Regions from separate parts of the Zea mays genome. Here region 2 is linked to region 1. The links are chromatin contacts, called in public Hi-C maps. All regions are on one chromosome and are shown on one strand. The core of a region is the stretch at or near the end of the contact, and the rest is flanking DNA. Distances in the headings are between cores, read along the strand shown.

Region 1 (4,202 bases), core at 1,021-3,520:
TGAGAAGCTGCCTTTGCCGACTTGTGAATCCTCTGAGAAGCCACCGGTTGCTTGCTCTAACTCTTCATAGGAGAATTCCTGAGCTCTCCTGATCTTCAAGTCCTCCATATCAGGCTGGATCTTCATGTTATCCTTCCGGAAAGAGTATGCTGTGCTCTTAGCCAGTCTCAGCTCTCTATTTGAGCATTGGCAATGTCGAAGCTTGTGCCGGACATACAGGCAAGTGGTTACTGACACGCTGAGTACCAAGACGACAGCAAAGACAATCTCTGCAACAAAGATGCGCATCTGAAAAGCCATCAACTTGCGGCTCTTGGTCCGCTTCTGTGATAAGCAGAATGACAGGCACTCATCTGTGACACACTTCAAGCAATCAAACTGGCAAACACGGTCAGCTGTTGCATTGCAAGGAGATGACTCATACAAGCCTTCCGGGCAACCTGTACTACAGGGCAAGCAGAGTCTAGAGTTTGCAGGCTTACACACCTTGATGCTGCCAACTTCACCATGGTTCACATATTCATAGTACCCATGGCTGCATGCAGTAGGTACACAAATCCCAGGAGGTACGGCCATGGGTAATGCCAATGGCCCACTGTTGCCCCAGCACCTCGGCATCAGCGAAGTCTCAGCAGGCACTCCACAAGTGAAGTAATCCCCAGCCACAAGAGCATACATCTTCAGCCCTTTTGGTGGCGATGTACTGTTATGAAGAGTGAAGCCCCAGCAAGCCACTTGGTGGTCAAGGCTCCTGATGCCACAAGCATGGAACCGCCCGCCAACCACAGTGCTCATTGCATCCATCGGCACTATGTTCACATCACCATCACCGATAGCACTGGATGGCACCACCTGCTGCATCTCCAAGCTCCTGCCCCAGCAGAACACCTGTGCATTCTCCAACACCCCACAGACATGGTAACCGCCCGCGCCTATAGACTGAAAGTGCAGATCCCTCGGTGCCAGCCCAACGACACCACTCACCGTCTCGTCGCCCCAGCAGAACACCGTCCTGTTCCGAGCAAACAAGCCACAATTGAACACCGAACCAGCTGAAACAGTCGACACGGCTTCATCAACAGCATGTGTGGCGGTCATATTGTATCCCCAGCAGTCAATCAGCGATGTAGCAGCACTGGAACCACGACCCCCATCTTGAGCAGCTCTCAGTGCGCAGAGGTGGTTGTCCCCCGCACTGAGCTCAGAGTACCTTGCGCCCTCAACCATCGGCTGTGGCACCCCGCTCTTGACATAGGAGTTGCTACCCCAGCAGTATGGCTGCCTGGTGTCGAGCAGGAGGCCACACACGAACCCATCCCCTGCCGTGAGGCCAAGGAAAGGGATGTTGGGTGGTGCGCCGTACAGGACAGATGCATCAGCACCGAAGCAGGCGACGAGGTGGGAGCCGTCGGAGTTGAGGCCACAGAACACCGGACCATCCTCCCCATAGGACACCGCAATGGACGACATGGAGCCAAGGCCACAGGCCCAGCCAGGCAGCAGGGCCAGGAAGCAGCACCCGGCAAGAACTAGAGCCGGCACATGGTCCATGTCTTGAAACTTGGGGCCGTCACGACCACAGGAAGGGGGGCTAATTCCGAGAAGATTCCTGCATGTATTTTAGCTTTTGTTAGCACCAGACGACCAGCAGGCATCGGATGAGTCCTATTCTACTAAACTAAACTAAAAAACTATCTCAGAACCAGTCTTATTATAGGTAAAGAAACAAGAGTCAAAAAGTGAGAACCTTTATGCTGCGAGCATGCCAGTAAGCACGAAACGGGGGTCGGCGGGCGGAGTGGCCAGTCAGTCACCCTCGCTGCGCAGCATTTCACCAGGCCCCTGATCTGTTGGTTTCCTCCCCAGCATTTGATGAACAGCAGCGCACCGATTTGCTGCCCCTCTTCCTTTTCCTTTGTCACCTACAAGGGGTAATTTTTGCAAAAACAACAAAATAAAAAACGAAGTTAGCAGGCACAATACATGTGTACACTCGCAGTTAGATCAGATCCGGTTATAAATTGCCGAGTAGCATTAGGTTAGGGTTTGGGTGCTCGGATTCGCGCAGCAGGAAAAGCAGAGAAGTGAAGGGGCGGGGCGCGTACCTGGTGGTGAGTGCCCGTCGCCGGCGAACGGCCGGACAAAGCACTGGGCACACAGTGGAGAGGCGGCGGTGGCAGCGGCGGTCGCCCTGTCGTCGCCACGAACGAGGTGGAGGGGGAGAGAGAGTGAGACGGGAGAGCGTACGCAGGGCGAAGTGGAGAAGACACAGCGAGCAGGGGTGAAGGCTGCCTGTCCGGGGCTGTTGGGCAATAAGAGCATGTCCAACGGTGGCCGCGACTGAGATGTTAATGGGTCCGGATCCTCCGTTTTCCATAGAGAATTCTTTTATCATAGAATAAGAAATAAAAAATTAATTTTCCTTATGAGGAGACAAACGGGGAATCCCCCCCCCCCCCCCCATACACGTGAATATGAACCGTGTAACAATGTTTTCTACAATAGTTAATGATAAAACAAATAATTACTTTATCAAAAATCGCTAATTATATAAATATATATTATTTTAATATACACATGGTAATTTTTTATATCTGATAAGATATATATATGTGATAATGCTTTGTATTAATAATAAATGATTAAGTTCTGTTTGGATCCTCGCGGCTAATTGATTGTCAGTGGCTAACAATTAGTCACCAGATAATTAGCTAGCAATAATTATCCAGTGTATGTTTAGAGTCTTGGCTAATAGATGTTTTTTTCTATTTACACGTTCTATTAGCACATATTGCAAGGTCAAATGGCTAATAGACAAAAAGTTTGCGAGCCCTCCGGCTAACAATTAGTCAATTTATTAACAAGTCTATTTGGAGGCTAAGGTGCTAAAATTAGATAATTTGCCACAGGAATCCAAACAGGGCCTATGTGAGGTTAGGGATCCCCATCGGAGATTTATCTCAATGGAGCATGGATAGTGATGGGTGTTGACGCCGATCTGGGCGCCAAACATTGGAACAAACCACTTGTCGGTGCTCTCTGCGGAGGTGCAAACGGCCCGCGGCACAAGGCCGGACGGTCCATGACCTGGGCGCAGAAGTGAATCCTTCTTTGCACGCTTTCGGAGGGTCTTCTTCTCCGCGAAGAACCCTAAAACTCCCCCCCGAGAGAGATCTCGTCGAGGGGGAGAGTTCCAAGGCGTTGCTCCGGGTCGGCAGGTCGCCCGATGCGTTTCTAATCGGTGTAGAGTCAAAGAGAGATTGTTGTTGAAGACTAAAGTAGATCTAAATATAAGGCTAGATTACTCCTCCTAGTATTTGGAACTAAAAGAACGATACAAATAAAGTAAAATTGATAAGTAGATTTGATTGGATCGATTATGGGGGTTCAATCGGTCGTACCCCTTCATTTATATAAAGGGTGGAGGTCTGGACCCGTTACAAGTTGGTTATCGAGTTAATCTCACAGGTTTTGCTAACAAATCTCGCTAGAAATCTGGAACCCTAACTGATTCTGTGCACACGTGAACCGTCTGCGTCACCCTCGCGGACCGTTTGGACCGCGGACTGTCCGGCCTATAGGGCCGGACCGTCTCGTATGATATTTTTGGTGCTCAACATATCCCCCTTGCCTTTTGGTGGAGGTGAAAGGAAAATATGCCCTTGGGCAATTTCTAGTTGTTTTGGTGATTAAATGCTCAACACATTACTATGAACTAACATTCCCCTTACGAGCATGAGCATAGGTGTTTAGAAAGCACATTGAAGCAATCAAGTCCAGAAGATTGAGGAAAATAAGAAAAACACTTTTGGGCTTGAAATTGGGAATATTGCAAACCTCTATGAATCAAAAAGATAAAGGGAACTTATCACGTCGAGCCAAAAATGGAGTGAAGAAGTTTGGCCAAACTTGGGCTAGTCTCAGCCTCACCGGACAATCACTAGAGACACCCTCAGGTAAGGCAGAGATGCGCTTGGGTGAGTCTGTGATACACTTGGGCGAGTCAGAGAGGCGCTCGGGCGAACCATGACCGTGTCTCCTGCCAAAGTTGGCCTCAGGCGAATCGAATTCGCGTCTCCCGCCGAGGTTGGCCTCGGGCGAATCGGAACTGCGTCTCCCGCCTGGAGTTGGCCTCGGGCAAATCGTGTTGGTCTCGGGCGAATCGAAACAATGTCTCATGCCGAAGTTGGCCTCGGGAGGGT
Region 2 (3,959 bases), core at 798-3,297, 160 kb before region 1:
AATTTAAGATGTTCGAGTGTCTTCCCATTTCCGTTAAATATGCACCTGATCTTCAAAATATAAACTGAATATAGTTACTTTCTATTCAGAAAAAATGTCATCAACTGGAAACAATGAGCTATGCAGCTAAGGGTTGTCAAAACCAATGGCAAGCTAAAAAATTCTTGATTAGATTAAAACAACAGCATCTGCAATAGCCAATAATACCATCATGTGGTTTTTTCGCTTTTGGGCTTGAAGTCCATGTAACACGCTTGAAACCTTTACAAAACTCGGCCGGTAGGGGAAAGACCCCCCCCCCCCCCCCGGTTATTATATTAAGAAGAAGCTCAATCGGAGCCCCAGCCGAGAAAGGTCACGAAAGCTGGTCCCCTGTGCAGCATGAGGGTCCACCCCCTATAGGCCAGATCTTTACTCGTGTTTTAAGCCCTCCTAGCCCCTATACGAGGATCCACCCCCTATAGGTCAGTCCATCTCATGTGCACACAACCAGGGGAACCAGCGAGTGACCTTTTTTAACCTCAGCCTGAAATTCACTCCCACTAGAATTCGAACTCGGGACTTGAGGAGTGCTATTCAAACCACCTAACCAGCTCAGCTAGACGACCTGCAGTGCCCTTTATAATTTAATACGTTTGAGGCTATGTTTGTTGTGTAATACAACTTAGGTACTGCTATCTTCCTACGTTGAACTTATGCATGTCTAGTTGTGAATTCTTATTCAGTGATTTGTTATTTGAGGTGTGAGACTTGTTTGCATGTCTTGTTGTATATATTTGTTAATTGTATACTTCTGTTCTGTCATAGAAGTTGGAATTTGACATGTTACTGTTGCTGGTAGCTACATTGCATTGTCCTGCTGCTATCTTCTGGATATCTCCTGAAAATGTTTGCTGACAGTGAAGATTAAGGTATACTTCAGTCCTCCATTCCACCACCATTTAAATACAACAAGGATAAGACATTGAGACTTATATTGTGATGCGTTCATATTTGGTTTTTGTCTGCAACTTTGGACTTTGAGTCTTGAAGTTGAAGAAATCAGAAATGAGTGAGGCAATTTCAATGCTTCCTGAATTTTAATCTGCATTGTTATTTTTTATTACAAAAATACTAAAATCATATCTGCATATGGGTTTTTTTGGGGGGTAAATACCCTAAAATAATAATGTATCCATATCAACCTGATAACATGATGCTTATCCAACTAATAATCATCCCTGACCTCTGAAATGAAGATTCGAAATTTTTAACATGATAACGTATTACAGTGGCTACTGCAGTTTGTGTTCTCGCTAAAATAACCTAACATTACTGCTATCCATACCAGATATACAGACACGGCCTTCATCAGCAGCAGCAGCAAATGCAACATAATTTATTCTCATCCATCCGAAATTAAAGCAATGAACAACAGCAGAAAAGTATTCTTCCACCGGCAAGTGCAGACACATTTGCTCAATGACACCGGTCCATCCCAGGAAAAAAAAATTGGAACAAGAACCGCACCTGGCGGGGTCGAATCCCGCCTGGAGGGCGAGTCGGAGCTCGTTGCCGCTGACGAGGACGGCGCCGCAGCCAAGCTCACGCAGGACGCGTAGCACGGGGAGGTTGTTGTTGGCCTTCACGGCATACCCGATGATGGAGCGGAGCCCCTGGAGAGCATCGCGGTAGGCGGCGAAGTTGCGGAGGATCTGTGGCTTGCTGTAGAGGTAGAAGGGGCTGCGCTCGGCAGCCGTCATCGCGTCCTCCACCCGCACTCCCTCGCAGTACAGGTAGCCATCGGCCCCGCGCCGGAAGCAGTGCTTCGGCACGCCGGCAGCCGCCGCCGCGGGCTGTGGCGGTGGGGAAGGGGAGGCCGTGGAGACGGAGGCGCGCACGGACAGGCGGCGGTGGCGGCGGGGGAAGGAGACGACAGCGGCGCTCCGGCGGTTCGGGTGGCTCGTTTGGGTAGGGTCTGGGGTGCGGAGAAGGGAGCGCGCGAGCATGCTCGCCGACGCCATTCCTACTTTGCTAGGGTTTAGGAAACGAACTAGCGATTTAGCAAAAGTGCTCTGTGCGACTATCGCAATTCCACGCAAACACGTGGATTTGACCTCCACATGTGACGGGCCTCAGTCACACGAATTGTTTATGTCTGACGGACTTGCTCGGTTGTTCTCTTTTTCTCCAATTTATTTTATTTTATTTATTTTTCAGATACCAGATATTCCACACCAATCAAACTCAGGGCACGTTTGTTTTCATCTGAATCCACTGAATCCACGTGAGGGCTAGTTCGTTTTTGCGTTAATCCACGTGGATTGGGTGGGATTGAGTCGGAAATCCATAGCAAGTCAAAATCCCCAGCTTTTTTGCATTTTAGTCCTTTTGGGGTTTCTTTTGCACAATTATGCCCTTTGTAGTTTCATTTCAAAAAATGGACCCTTACCTCGGCGTCGTCATCATTGGCGCCGAGGTAACACATAGTGGCGCCAACATAATTGGCGCCAACTTTTCCTACGTGGCAGTCGATGTGGCAAGTCTCAGGGGGTCGGCGTCATAGATCTTGGCGCCGACCCCCCTGAATAGCACCGGACCCCACCGTCAAGGGGGGTCGGCGCCAAGATCTATGGCGCCGACCCCCTGGGACTTGCCACATCGGCTGCCACGTAGGAAAAGTTGGCGCCAATGGTACTGGCGTCGATGTGTGTTACCTCGGCGCCAATGATGATGGCGCCGAGGTTAGGGTCCATTTTTTTGAAATGAAATTGTAAAGGGTATAGTTGTGCAAAAAAAACCCAAAAAGGGCTAAAATCCAAAAAAGTTGGTCAAAATCCATCTCAATCTCACCCAATACACTTCAATCCATATGGAATATCAATAACCGAACAAGACCTGAATGAGAATGAGTAGATTTAAATCTATAGCAAATCAAAATCTCTACTGTTTTTATCAATCATATCTAATCCATATGGCGTAGAAGTAACCCGAACAAATAAGGCCTTATATGGCGTCTCGACCAGATTTTTGCAATTATGGAAGCTGACAGGGTTGGCTCTACTGAAATGGAATCACAATTGTGTCATCTACCACCTTAGAAACGAAACAAAAAAGGAAACGTGATGAATGGAAAAGGTTAAGCATCGCGCGACTTATATCGGTGATTAGACCTTGACATGGTGCAAACCGATGGCAAGGGGTACACAATGTGAGTATGTCGCTCCTCCCCTCCTTGTCCTCCTCCCCTCTGCGTCGAGGAGCGCTCTCAGGCCCTCGGTCGAGCCTGGATCCATAGCCACCACCAACAGATCTCCCGCCACCATGGACGACACTCCTCCACAATCCAACGATTTTGGTGGGCCACCGTGACTCACCTCGTTATCTCCCAGATCGGGGAAATTCCCAAATGAGAAGTCGAAAAGGAGGTTCACCAAGCCCACCGAGGTTGAACACTGCTTTTGTGTCATCATTAGTTGTTGTGCCCTTCATTGGTACTCAGGTCATCACTAAGTTCGGCAACATATTATGATCAGTTACTTCGTTGAATGCTTAATTTGTTTGGTGGATCTATGTTGTTGGTGATGTCATAATTTGTATTCCGTTGTACGATGTATGTGCACAGTTAACCCGATCTAGGATGCTTCAATTTGTAGGACAATTATTTGTTTGTTGCAACACAACAAGTTGATTGGGATGCTATGATATTATCAGATGATTGAGGAAGGAAGACATGACATGTCACATGAACATGAGATGTACTATGGACTTGGATTGATGAATGAGGACGAAGCCGAGCAAAAAAAGAAGAGATGAAGCATGTACATGTGGTACACGGAATGTGGAAGATAGTGTGGAAATATGGTTTTTGATTACCTTGCAGACCAACCATGTAAAGACTACCTACTAGATGAGAGAAGGGTAATGTATGACAGAATGAATCCTGCAATGTAGCCAGACAGCTTATTTCCTAACATGAG

What was found. Hi-C and Micro-C count contacts between places; a contact is called where the count stands out from the background.
Region 2: a contact with region 1 is called in a Hi-C map of leaf, with 2.6 times the contacts expected there. The contact joins the promoter of LOC100273126 here to the promoter of LOC542346 in region 1. A contact is called at or near these places in 5 of 25 Hi-C or Micro-C datasets (bundle sheath, ear and leaf).

What each region holds. Positions count from the first base shown.
Region 1 is chr10:5,164,966-5,169,167 of Zm-B73-REFERENCE-NAM-5.0, reverse strand. LOC542346 (crinkly 4) reads right to left here and starts at 2,270. Exons shown (of 3, transcript NM_001348726.1): 1 at 2,106-2,270; 2 at 1,748-1,922; 3 at 1-1,609. The coding sequence starts at 1,551.
Region 2 is chr10:5,320,920-5,324,878 of Zm-B73-REFERENCE-NAM-5.0, reverse strand. It overlaps LOC100273126 (diaminopimelate decarboxylase), which reads right to left and starts at 2,047. Exons shown (of 8, transcript NM_001147573.1): 1 at 1,510-2,047; 2 at 1-45. The coding sequence starts at 2,003.